2 separate regions of the Capra hircus genome follow, and region 2 is linked to region 1. Evidence: chromatin contacts called from public Hi-C data. All regions are on one chromosome and are shown on one strand. The core of a region is the stretch at or near the end of the contact, and the rest is flanking DNA. Distances in the headings are between cores, read along the strand shown. Region 1 holds the start of SMU1 (WD40 repeat-containing protein SMU1). Region 2 overlaps B4GALT1 (beta-1,4-galactosyltransferase 1).

Evidence for each region. A called contact is a pair of places that touch in the nucleus more often than the background predicts.
Region 2: a contact with region 1 is called in a Hi-C map of blood, with 1.9 times the contacts expected there. The contact joins the enhancer-like site here to the promoter of SMU1 in region 1. A contact is called at or near these places in 2 of 5 Hi-C or Micro-C datasets (both in blood).

Annotation. Positions count from the first base shown.
Region 1 is chr8:74,630,404-74,637,149 of ARS1.2, forward strand. It overlaps SMU1 (WD40 repeat-containing protein SMU1), which reads right to left and starts at 3,725. Exons shown (of 12, transcript XM_005684052.3): 1 at 3,600-3,725; 2 at 302-512. The coding sequence starts at 3,625.
Region 2 is chr8:74,702,060-74,708,805 of ARS1.2, forward strand. All of the region lies in intron 1 of B4GALT1 (beta-1,4-galactosyltransferase 1), which reads right to left. Among named protein-coding and RNA genes, the nearest start is that of B4GALT1, 6.4 kb to the right of the region's middle. Within about 2 kb of position 3,317, at least 4 of the 5 cell types and tissues checked have an H3K27ac peak or open chromatin away from gene starts, as enhancers often do.

The sequences.
Region 1 (6,746 bases), core at 2,475-4,974:
GGAACTTCCCTGTTGGTCCAGTGGCTGAGATTCTATGCTCCCAATGCAGGGGGCCCTGGTTTGATCCCTGGTCAGGGAACTAGATCTTGCAAGCCACAGCTAAGACTCGGTGCAACCAAATAAATAAATAATAAATAAAATAAACATTAAAAAAAAATAGAGAGTAACACTCAAGCTTTGAAAGTAAATTTTAAGGGCTGTGACAGCCCAAAACACTTGCAGAAATGCTTATGGATGCTCTCTGGTCAGGGAGGCCCACAGTAAACCCAGGTTCAGGAATCAACATCATCCCTACTCTTACCTGTTCATAGAGGTCAATGAGGGTTTTGTCTGGCAATTTCAGAGACTGTATAGCCTGTAAAACAGTATCCCAATGGCCACTATTAATGTCAGCCACAAAACTCTCAATGCTGTCCACTGTATTCAGAGACACAGTTGTCTCTTCCTGCAAGGTGGCTAGCGCCCGATGTAGACTGTTCTCCTTGAGGTACTGCATAATGAGCCGGATCACACTGAAAGAAGCAAGCACATCATTCAGCTCAGGGATCCTCACTCACCAAAGATGCCACAAAACTAGGCCCAGTTTTTTCTCTGCAGCCATCCTCCTTTCACTACCTGCTTTCCATTTATCACGTGAGTAAAACCTTCCCTCCCCCACCCCCACACCATAGAACCTGAGTTACAGAAGACCCTGGGGATCATCCAGTTCCTACTTCGAACTCATAAGTAGAACTGGGGTTCAGTGAGGGGAAATAACTTGTCCTGTGTCTCACAGTCAGTTAGAAAATAAGATAGTACCAAGAAGACTCTCATACTTGCAAGGTCAGAGATCTTTCTATTATGCCAAGTTTCTTGTTCATATGATTCCACTGTTGCACACTTTAGGAAAACATTTTAAACCTAGTCTAGTCACTGATACAGAATACTCTAAATGACTGGATGGTTTGGTCCATTTTTAAATGACAGCAAAAAAAATATGAATTGAGACCATTTTAACAGGGATTTGTTGAACATAAATAAGTAGAGCTATATTAGATGCAAATTCAAAACAAAGTTATGTGTCCTCACAAAAATAACACCTACCCACTGCCATTATTACCAAAATTTCAGGACAAGTGAAATAAAAACATGTGAATACACTTTCCCAAGGGAAAGAGGACCCAGACAATCTCCAAATACTGAGAGAACAAGCAACAATTTTCAGCATATGACAGAAAACTTACAAGTTAAATATATATTCAATTAAAACTTCTCGATCTCTGGCTTAGTATTAAGGAGTCTGGTGAATAATTTCTCATATAGACAGTAAAAATTCATGTACATTGCTATACTACAGTTCTTCTCTTGCCTTTGAAGTACACATATGGCTCATGCATACTTCTACCGGACAGCATGAGTATCAGGGGTCACACTGTCCAGACTGGAAGAGATTTCAAATTGGAATTTAGTCTATTCTCTTTCCCAGGAGAGAAACAATAATCAAAAAACAATGACCAATGTTTACTTGGCCAGTGTTCACAATATATCAGGTACTGTTCTAAGCATTTCCGACTCAGCTACTCCTCAAAACAACCCTATGAGGATGGCATTTACTCTTAGGTCCATTTTACAGATGAGGATTTGGCCAGGAAACAGAGCTAAGTGGAAAAAGGAAGATTCAAACGGGCAGTGTGGCATGTGAGCATATTTTGTTGTTGTCAGTCACTCGGTCGTGTCTGACGCTGTGAACCCGTGGACTGCAGCACACCAGGCTTCCCTGTCTTTCACCTTCTCCTGGAGCTTGCCAAACTCATGCCCATTGAGTCAGTGATGCCATCCAACCACCTTGCCCTCTCTCATCCCTTCCACCTCCTGCCTTCAATCCTTCTCAGCACCAGAGTCTTTTCTAATGAGTCAGCTCTTTCCATAGGTGGCCAAAGTATTGGAGCTGCAGCATCAGTCCTTCCAATAGCCCGGATAGGAGAGCAAACCCCCTCTTCTTAAAAACAGTTCTTGCAGAAGGGAACTGAATACTGCTACTCACAGTGGTCTTTTCTTTCATGGGCCCGTTAAGAGACCCCAGCTTGGATCCCTGCCGTTCTAGCACCACACTGTTCCCAACAGCACACTTCCATTTATACTCCGCAAATGAGACACCATGCTTGCAAAGAACTCGTATTTTCTAGAGCCAAAATCAAATTCACTTTCTTCTTTGTGTAATACATAAGAGTTAAAAGTTTTGGAGATTTGAATCAGAGATTGGGACTTGAATCAGAGCTCTGCACTTACTGTGACTTTGGACAAGTCAGTTAACGTCTCTTTGCCTATTTCCTCATCTGTTAATAAAAATACCTACTCTGTAGGGTATACAGATCAGTCTGTAGGGTATACAGATCAGTCTGTAGGGCTGATCAAAGAGAAGATGACACTGCTTACAGCGTGACTAACAGAGAAAATACTTAATAAACACAGCAATTACTGATAATAAAAAACATGCAGCAGCTCAGGGCTGGGAGAATGATCTGTTCCCATTTTTGATTCAGGGTCTGAAGTATGGAATGCTTTCCAACTCCTGCCAACTCCTAGCTGTCTTCATCGCCAGCACTCTCCATCATCCTTCGTTTTACTTTTCTCCACAACACTTACCACCATCTGTAAGCCTATTTTACTTACTGCTGTTTTCCTTCCTTTCTGTAAGGGCAAGGACTTTGGTCTGCCTCATTCACTACCATATTCCCAGGGCTAGAGCAGGTACACAACAGACTTCAATATTTTCTGAATGAATAAACCTCCCTTCCTCCTATGGCAGATCCCTCCCTTACACTCATGACGCAAATGTAAAATCTGCCGATTTAATTATTAAGCGTTGGCAAGAGCAAGTAGAGGATGGAGTCCTGGAAAAGTTCACTGAACACTTTCTTCAGTCACTCATTAGTACCCCTCTCCCCCAAATCTATCATTCTCCTGGCCCAATTTCCACATTCTGTCCCTCCCTTGCGGCTACACAAAGCTCACGGGCCAACCAAAATTCAGCGCCACACGGAACCTGATAAAAAAAGCAGCTTTCATTCCAAAGACAATTACTGAGCCTCTACGATGTACTAGGAACTGAGACTGTGATGAAAAGCAGCCCCTAGGCGCCGACATAGGCTAGAAGGGTGGGCAAACGGTGACAATACCAGATTAAGAGCTAGGCAGAAAAAAACAGAGGGCCGTGTAAGCACAGGGGAGGAAACAAACCACCGTGCTCAATGGGGGCAGGAAGAGAGGGAAGGCTAAGAGTGCAGCCCCCTTGTGCAGATGAGACCGGAGTCCTGACTGGATGGCTAATCTGTTCAGTCCCAGGGCGCATCAGGAGTCGGCGAGGGCTAGAACTCAGGTTTTGCAGGCACGTCCTACCCCTAGCCCCGCGCCGCCTTCCACCAGGCTTTGGGCTTTCCGTTCGCTACTTTCTTGCGGGCCCGCCCCTGAAGCAGTCAGATCCCAAAAGCTTCTTTGTGGGGAAGTAAATACCCCTCCACTCCCAACCTCTGGGACGCCTCCCTCGAGCAGCTTCTACCCCTCAACTCATCGACTCCCGGCCCGGCCACTTCGCGAACATCCGACACCACGAGACTCACTCGGAGGACTCGATTTCGATCGACATAGCGCTGTCTTTCCGGGCGCAGGCTCCACTCCACTCTCAGGCCCAGCCGCGCAACGCACCAACGCCACCTCCGGCGACTCACGTACGTCACTTCCGCTCGACGTCGAGCCCCCTCGCTCCGGAGACGGTGTGTACGGAAGAGGAGCCAGGACTACGTGTGGGGCGGGGCAGTGCTGGGCGGGGCTTGCACGCAGGGCTGTGCAGGGCGGAGCTTCGAGGGCGTTTCAGAAGTCTGAACCTAAGTGCCTGGTCCAGAGAATTCTTAATTCTCTCTAAAGAAAGAGTCGTTCTTAAAGGACTGGTTTCTAAATGTTGCCTTTAAAATTTTTAGTTAGTTTAGATTTAAAGATAGGGCTGACAGACATAGAGAACAGACTTGTGGACAGAGTGGGGGAAGGAGAGGGTGGGATGAATTGAGAGTACAGGAGAATCATGTATATTACCATAAACAAAATAGATAGCTAGTGGGAATTTGCTGTATGACTCAGGGAGCTCAACCCAGTGCTCTGTGACAACCTAGATGGGTGGGATGGGGTGGGAAGTCGGAGGGAGATTCAAGAGGGAGGGGACGTATGTATCAGTTCAGTTCAGTTGCTCAGTCGTATCTGACTCTGCAACCCCATGGACTGCTGCATGCCAGGCTTCCTTGTCCATCACCAATTTCCAGAGCTTGCTCAAACTCATGTCCATCAAGTCGGTGATGCCATCCAACCATCTCATCCTCTGTCGTCCGCTTCTTCTCTGCCTTCAATCTCAAGACCAGCCTCAAGAACTTCTCTAGTGAGTCAGTTCTTCACAACAGGTGGCCAAAGTATTGGAGCTTCAGCCTCAGCATCAATCCTTCTAATGAATATTAAGGACCGATTTCCTCTAGGATTGACTGGTTTGATCTTGCAGACCAAGGGACTCTCAAGAGTCTTCAACACCGCAGTTCAAAAGCATCAATCCTGAATTATATTCGCAGCCACCACCGCGCCGCCGTCGCTCTCCAACGCCAGCGCCTCTTCTAGCTCGCGGAGCTCCAGCCGAAGGAGAAGGTGGGTAAGTAAGGAGGTCTCTATACCGTGGCTCGTACAAAGCAGACTACCGGCAAATCGACCAGTGGTAAAGCACCGAGGAAGCAACTTGCTACAAAAGCCGCTCTCAAGAGTGCGCCCTCTACTGGAGACGTGAATGAACCACATCGTTACAGACTTGGTACTGGGACACTCCGTGAAATTAGACGTTATCAGAAGTCCACTGAACTTCTGATTAGCAAACTTCCCTTCCAGCGTCTGGTGCGGGAAATTGCTCAGGACTTCAAAACAGATCTGCGCTACCAGAGTGCAGCTATTGGTGCTTGACAGCAGGCAAGTGAGGCCTATCTGGTTGGCCTTTTTGAAGACACCAACCTGTGTGCTATCCATGCCAAACGTGTAACAATTACGCCAAAAGACATCCAGCTAGCATGCCGCATACGTGGAGAACGTGCTTAAGAATCCACTATGACGGGAAACATTTCATTCTTTAAAAAAAAAAAATTCTCTTCTTCCTGTTATTGGTAGTTCTGAACGTTAGATATTTTTTTCCCATGGGGTCAAAAGGTACCTAAGTATATGATTGCAAGTGGAAAATAGGGGACAGAAATCAGGTATTGGCAGTTTTTCCATTTTCATTTGTGTGAGAATTTTTAACATAAATGCGGGAATATAAAGCCTTAATGAAAGTCAAAATGTTTCAGTGAACAAGTTTCGGCAGTTCAACTTTATAACAATTATAAATAAACCTGCTAAATTTTTCTGGATAATGCCAGCATTTGGATTTTTTTAAAACAAGAAAATTTCTTATTGACTGCAACTAAATGGTGTTTGTAGCATTTTTATCATACAGTAGATTCCATCCATTCACTATACTTTTCTGAGTTGTCCTGTGTGCAAGTACATGTTTTTAATGCTGTCTGTCTTCTGTGCTGTTCCCATAAGTTTGCTATTAAAATACATTTAACTATATATATGTAAAAGGCATCAATTCTTTGGCACTCAGCTTTCTTTATGGTACAACTCTCACATCTGTACATGACTACTGGAAAAACCATAGCCTTGACTAGAATGACCTTTGTCAGCACAGTAATGTCTCTGCTTTTTAATAGGCTGTCTAGATTTGTGATAGCTTTTCTTCCAAGGAGCAAGGGTCTTTTAATTTCATGGCTGCGGTCAACATCTGCAGTGATTTTGGAGCACAAGAAAATAAAGTCTGTCACTGTTTCCATTGTTTCCCCATATATTTGCCTTGAAGTGATGGGACCAGATGCCATGATCTTCGTTTTCTGAATATTGAGCTTTAAGCCAGCTTTTTCGCTCTCCTCTTTCACTTTCATCAAGAGGCTCTTTAGTTCTTCTTCGCTTTCTGCCATGAGGGTGCTGTCATCTACATATCTGAGGTTATCGATATTTCTCCCAGCAATCTTGATTCCAGTTTGTGTTTCATCCAGCCCAGCGTTTCTCATGATGTACTATGCATATAAGTTAAAATAAGCAGGGTGACAATATACAGCCTTGACATACTCCTTTTCCTATTTGGAACCAGTCTGTTGTCCCATGTCCAGTTCTAACTGTTGCTTCCTGACCTGCATACAGATTTCTCAAGAGGCAGGTCAGGTGGTCTGGTATTCCCATCTCTTTCAGGATTTTTCAGTTTGCTGTGATCCACACAGTCAAAGGCTTTGGCATAGTCAATAAAGCAGAAATAGATGTTTTTCTGGAACTCTCTTGCTTTTTGATGATCCAACGGATGTTGTCAATTTGATCTCTGGTTCCTCTGCCTTTTCTAAATTCAGCTTGAACATCTGGAAGTTCTTGATTCATGTACTGTTGATGCCTAGGTTGGAGGATTTTGAGCCTTACTTTGCTAGTGTGTGAGATGAGTGCTATTGCGCAGTAGTTTGAACATTCCTTAGCATTGCCATTCTTTGGGATTGGAATGAAAATTGACTTTTTCCAGTCCTATGGCCACTGCTGAGTTTTCCAAATTTGCTGGCATATTGAGTGCAGCACTTTCACAGCATCATCTTTTAGGATTTGAAATAGCTCAACTGGAATTCCTATGTATACCTATGGAATTCATATGTGTACCTATGGCTGAT
Region 2 (6,746 bases), core at 2,067-4,566, 71 kb after region 1:
ATCTATATCTATCTGGTGGCTCAGACAGTAAAGAATCCACCTGCAATGTGGGAGACCCAGGTTTGATCCATGGGTTGGGAAGATTTCCTGGAGAAGGAGATGGCTACCCACTCCAGTATTTCTGCCTGGAAAATTCCATGGAAGGAGGAGCCTGGAGGGGCTACAGTCCATGGGGTCACAGAGAGTCGGACACAACTGAGCCACTAACAGTGCTACCAGTAAGAGAGAACATGTATTTAGAGCTTACTCTGTGTTAGGCACTGCTTCAAGCCCTTTTGTGCCTACTAACTTCACAGCATCCATGAGGTAGATTCTTTTATTATCCCCATTTTACAGGTACAGAGAGGATGACAACTTTCCCAAAGCACACAGCTAACCAGCATGATGGAAAGAAATACTGCCCGTGCCATTTCAAAGGTCACCCACCTAAAAGCTTTATGCCTGCTTAGATAGAGATGACAGAGTCCTCAACAGAAGCCTCAGCACAAGACCCCTCAGGGGTGGGAAGTGAGCCCCTTAGGAGCTCCCACAGGGGGGTCACGTGGCACATAGAACCAGGGCTCCCCCTACAAATCCAGACTCCGGGAGGAAGAGGAAGAAGCGCACTAAGGACCAACAGGTGGGCTTCCCAGGTGGCGCTAGTGGTAAAGAACCCACCTGCCAATGCAGGAGATGTAAGAGACTCGGGTTCAATCCCTGGGTCGGGAAGATCCCTTGGAGGAGGGCATGGCAACCCATTCCAGTATTCTTTCCTGCAGAATCCCCATGGACAGAAGAGCCTGGCAGGTTATAATCCATAGAGTCACAGAGTTGGACATGAGTGACGCAACTTAGCACACACACTTCAGAGAGGGGAGAAGGGACCAAGGCAGTCAGGATTTGTTCACAATGATATAAGCTAGAAGAACCAGAATTCCGAATCCTTGCTCCAGAGGCCCTTGAACACCCCACACTCCTGCCACTCTTCAGACCACAAGCACCTTTTTCTGCACCTCTCCCCTTCTGCTTCCTTGCTCTGGGCTCTCAGTCTAGCTTCCTAGGCCTGCCCTTGTCCACACACTCCAGCTGCATGGCCTTCTCTCTCTTTTATCATTTTCCCTGCACCGTGCCTCAACTTCCTGTCCTCTTCTGCCCTGCTGGGGACGGCCTGCCACAGCTGAGACTTTGGTTATGGCACCCTCCCTGTATGAGAGCAACTAGAGATGACAACAGGCAGCAGACCCCTGCCCTTCCCAACCAGGGAGACTGTTCAACATGCTGAGAGACCTTCGTTTTGACTCCAACCCTGGCCCAGACCGCCCATCCGGCTCCCTGCACCTTCTCAGTGCCCTGGGAGCACCTGTGCTTCGTCTTATCTTTGTCAGGGTCTGTCCACTGCTGAGGGATGCCCCCGGGGTGGGGCCCAGCCTTTGTTCACGTCTATCTCCTGTGCTTCACAGAGCGTATTTGCTGAATAAGCAAAGGAGTCCCCACTCATCCTCTTCTTGGGCAGGGGGCCTCCTGCCTTTGGGGTTAAGTACTCAAGGCTGCCCATTCTGAGACAGGCAGGGACCCTGCCATGCCACCTAAGGTGCTCATTTGAATGCCAAGAGCTACCCAACATCTCCACGCCAGTGTCCGAGCCTTCTATAACACAATACCAGTTACCCTGGGTCCGCCCTAACTGGCAGTCCTTTCCTGTTTTTTCAAGCAGACAGTATCCTGAAACACAACGGCAGAGCTGCCATTTCAGGAAGTCAAAGGCAAAAGGACGGTATGCAAAACAGGAGGAAACTTTTAAAGAAATGTTTAAAGGCATTTTCAGAACGCAACCTGTCATGAGGTCAGGCAGTCACTGAATCTTCTGCCAGGGTGCCTCCCCGTGACCTGGAGACCCATGTGGTGGGGCAGGAAGGAGCCTGACCTCACACCCTGGTGGTCACACTGGTCTGACACAACCCTGCCCTTCCCTCAGTGCAGCCTCCCCTTCGATAGCCGGGCTCTGTGCCAAATGACCCTGGGCAAAGTCCCAAATCCAAAGTGTGCCTCAGAAGGAGAATTTAGCTCCAGAGAGGACATTCAAAGTCGACTGACTTCAAAGCAGACACCTTGCAAAGAGCCTGAGTGCCAAGCTCTGCTGGTCTCCGAGGCTTCTCCTGACAGGACTTTGTGGGAACCTATAGATTCTCGTTTCCTGGCCCCTCTCAGATCTCAGGACCCTCTGGAGAGGGGAGGTGGGAGAGCTGCGCTGGTTCACTAGTTTGTTCCCACACCTCTTGCAGACACAGTCCTATCTCAGTCATGTCACCGGAACTGGGTTAGCTAACTGGTGCTCACCCAGCACCATCACCCCAGGGCCACTAGGCCCGTAAGCCCAGTCCAGGGACTTGGCTGCTAAGGAGACAGATGGAGATATTACTGAGGAAGTGGACTCCTAGGACATCACGCCCACCACAGAGTCATCCTGCAGCCTGGCCCCTTGCCCCCACCCCAGGCACTTACTTCCTTGCACCTAGTTTTTAATCAGAGTTCTAGACACAGCCTTTATTCAGCAGTAAGTGGTACACATCTGCCACCACTAAGCAAACTTGAAATTCTCAACGAGTCTATCCTTTAGTAAGAATAGTTTAAAAACCAAGCCCTTTTCAAAAAGTGTTCATCCCCTTTTCTTCCTTTTCAAAAAACTCTACTTTGGAAACAATCCAAAAAGTATGTAAAGTTTTATGCATGAGCCTCACCAAACCACTAAGAAAAAACTGTATGTGTTCAGCAACAGTTGAAAAATAAAAGTTATACCCTTTGTTGTTTTTAAAGGTATAGGACCAAGCCCGTGATGTTAAGTGAAAAAATCCTGGCCATCAGGCTATCTAGATCTATCTATACCAATCTATCTGTCCATTTGTAAAAATTTATCAGCTAAATTTTTAAACATGTACAAGACAAACTTTGCCAACATGCCTGGTCTAGGTACAGGAATATACATGTGCTTTTCAACCTCTTTTAACTTCTCAAATATTTTTCAATGAGCCTGCATTACCTTTCACAAAAAAGAGGAAAAAAGATTACTCGCTCTTCAAAGAGAAAAAACAGGCAAAGCCAAGACCCACGGCCCTGGCCTCTGGTATCCTAGTGAGACAAATTCTCCTCCTCTCTCTCTCTCTGAGCTTTGTGAGGGGTTTGGAGAGGCGCAGGGGGAAAGAGAAGCAGCTACGTTACACACCCAGACCAGACATTAAAATCCCTGCCAAAGAATTCAGCAACAGCCAATAATACAGCCCCTAGCCTGCATTTGTACAGGGAAGGGGCGGGCAGGGCCAGGCTGAAAAGTGGAACCTGAAACACTCAGCGTGTGACTCAGCCCTTCTGCCTCCTAAGGACGAATCCCTTTAGGCCACGTTCACCCAGAACCAGCTTCTTGCCAGGCCCTGTCCCCTGTCCTTCAGGCCACCACGACCTTCCAACTTGGAGGTCTGGCCTTTAGAACATGATCAAAGATCTCTCTCCTTGGCCAGTGACTGCGCAGGCCCAGGTAAACAGAGAGGCCCCACAACGGAGGCTTTTGCAATCACAGCCACGGTCCCTCACCAAGTTAAGGGACAGGTGGAACCCTGTGGATGTCACCGAATCCAATTTGCACGCCCTGTTAGCTCCTCAGATGTCAGGGTCTGGCTTACAGTGATCTCATCACCTGGCCCACATGGGCAGTGCTAGAGGCAAAGGTAAAAAGATCCTCGAGGGAGTTAGCTCTAGGGAGAACCACTGTCCTAAAACAACTGGAATGCTGCTTAACCAGATAAGAAGAATTGCAATTGCCAGGTGGATGCGGCTTCAAGCAGAATTTCCATCTCCACTTCATGAACGCTGATCAGGAAGTCAGGCACAGGAGGCAAGGTGGAAGGGGGTCAGTGAAGAAATCACCAGGTCTGACTTGACCACAGGATGCCTGGGCCCCCTTCACACACTGGCCAGAGCCCAGCTGAGCCTGAAGGGGATGAGACTCCTGGCCCTGCCCCCAGGATCCAGAGGGTCCCCAGGCTGGAATCCACGGAAGATCCGGGATTAACTGTTTTGTCTTCCCCAAACCATAAATTTGTCTAGTCCCAGCCTGGAAACCCCTACTCTGCTGCTAATCAAAGACCATAATATCCAACCATACGGCCACTGATGTATCATTATAGTCATTATAAAGCAGCAAGTTAAAGATTACGGAGCAGAGCTAATGCAAGGCTTCAGAAATTAGAGGAACATTTTCACACAATCAGATAAAACCAGGACTGGAAAACTTTGGTCCCAGCTCTGGGTTTCTGAATAAGAGAAAGAAAGAAGAAAGGAAGGAAGGAAAGGAGATGGACAGGGAGGCAGAAAGACTGAAATGCTTGGACACACTGTGGCTTCCCTAAGTGATATCAGTATGGTTTAATTATGCCTCCTCTGCCTAAAGGGGCTTTTCAGGCGGCTCCACGATAAAGAATCTGCCTGCAATGCATGAGATATAAGAGACGCGGGTTCAATCCCTAGGTTGCTAAGATCCCCTGGAGGACGGCAAGGCAACCCACTCCAGTATTGTTGCCTGGAGAATCCCAAGGACAGAGGAACCTAGAGGGCTACGACCCATAGGGTCACAAAGTGTTGGACACAACTGAAGTGATTTAGCACATGTACCTCTGCCTAAATTGTGAGTTCCAAAAGAGGAGGCATTTTGTCGTCTCACTCTCCATAGCTCTAGCACTCGGCCTAGGAACAGGCACACTGGTCAAATCCAGACAAACTGTTACCATATCAGACCTCTCAGATGGACCCACCTGTAAACCTAGCAGGGATCTTCCCAAACTCAAGGCCACATTAAGCTGCCCTGAGCCTCTGTACTAAGGGTCTACTGGGCAATAACTTTTAAGGAAAAGCATTAGACTGGGAAGCAGGATATCACTTTTTCTAGCCCCAGCTGGCTACTGCCTGACTCAGTGGCCTAAGGCAAGATCCTTCCCCCTTTAGCACAGGGCATGACAGGGGTCGGGAAACTGGAGACCCATCCTGGGATGCTGTGGTTCCAGGATGCCTCAGTTTGAGTCCCATCTTATGCCTGGCTCGGGCACCCTGTAATCCATGGAACTTTCACCCGGTTCATCAGGTGGAGGCACCCATGTGCTTTCTTAGAATCTGGGTCAAATTATAACAGGCAGGATATACTTCTGCGACCATCAGGCTGCGTGGAAAATAGTGAGCCAAAAAGTCATGGAGGGTATTTCTCCTTTTCAGACTGTCAAACAAGAAAGCAAGTCTATGCGTATGTTAGGAAATTATTTTCCCCAGGAAAAGCAACAGGACAAAACTGGTTTAAAAGACTGTTACCGAACCTCCCAAAGCTTAAAGGTCTGGACACAGGGGAAGTTCCAGGTGCCTCCCCAGGCCCCAGGATGAGGCTCCACCCCAAGCTAGAAGGTTACGAGGCTCCAGGACTCATCCCCAAAGGAGAGAGACAGCCCTTTCCCGAGCGGAGGCCACATGTCCTCTAGATACACTATGTCCCATGTGTGATGATGGGAGAGTCAGGGGAGTGGGAACTGTGCTGCTGGGGAAACACCTGGGAGCTAAGAGCTAGGGAGATGCCCAGCACGTGCTCTGTTCTGCCAAGGGCACAGACCATGGCAGAGGCTTGGCTGACAGCCCTCATGAAACCTGGGAAAGAGGGCTCATGGACAAGTGTTCTCTCAGGGCCCTGGCAACCTGCAGCTGCTGGCTGGCCCGGGCGCCCACACCTCTCTGGCGCCCACCTCTAGATCAGAGTCTTCATCTGAACATACGAAGAGGATCTCGTCAAAGGGGAGCTGGGCAAGCAGGGCCTCAAGTTTGGGCAGTCCTATACTCATACCCTCCTGCACTACCCCAAGGGCTAAAACCAGCTGTCCAGGTCAGGCTGGCCTCCCCTAACCAGTCCTACCTGAGCCACTGCCCACCCCTCAGCCAGCCCCTCTCTGGGCGGGCAGTGCCAGTCAAGTATGTTGTGCTGCCGCCAAATCCAAGCAGAAATAAACATTCCCAGAAAAGTAACTCAGCGCAAGGCTGCTACTCCCCCCAGGCTGACTACATCTCAGGCAAACACCTAGGCAGCCAGAAAAGGGAGCCTTAATGCCATACTCAGTGAGATGCTGCACAGCCAGGCCAAGGGCCTGGACTCCCTGGGAGGACTCCCTGGGAACTTGCAGGAATCCTTAGCAAAGACCCACCTCTCCCCTATAGGTCTCATTCCCGAAAGCCTCACTTCAACCTAGCAGGGATCTGGGGACAGGGCCTACTCTGGCTCCAAACACTGCAACCTGCCCTGACGTACAGGGTAGACAGAAGCAGGACTCCAACTCTGAAGTGTACTGAAGTCTGGCTGCTGCTGCTGCTGCTGCTGCTGCTGCTAAGTCACATCAGTCGTGTCCAACCCTGTGCGACCCCATAGACGGCAGCCCACCAAGCTCCTCTGTCCCTGGGATTCTCCAGGCAAGAACACTGGAGTGGGTTGCCATCTCCTTCTCCAATGCATGAAAATGAAAAGTGAAAGTGAAGTCGCTCAGTTGTGTCCAACTCTTCGTGACCCCATGGACTGTAGCCTACCAGGCTCCTCCGTCCATGGGATTTCCCAGGCAAGAGTACTGGAGTGGCGTGCAAAGTCTGGCTGAGTCTCTAACAACCCAGGACAGATTGAACAGGGACCTGTGAGCAGCCCAGCCTGGTGCCTGGCTCCAGCAGGAAGGGCATGCCCATCACCCATCACCCACCAG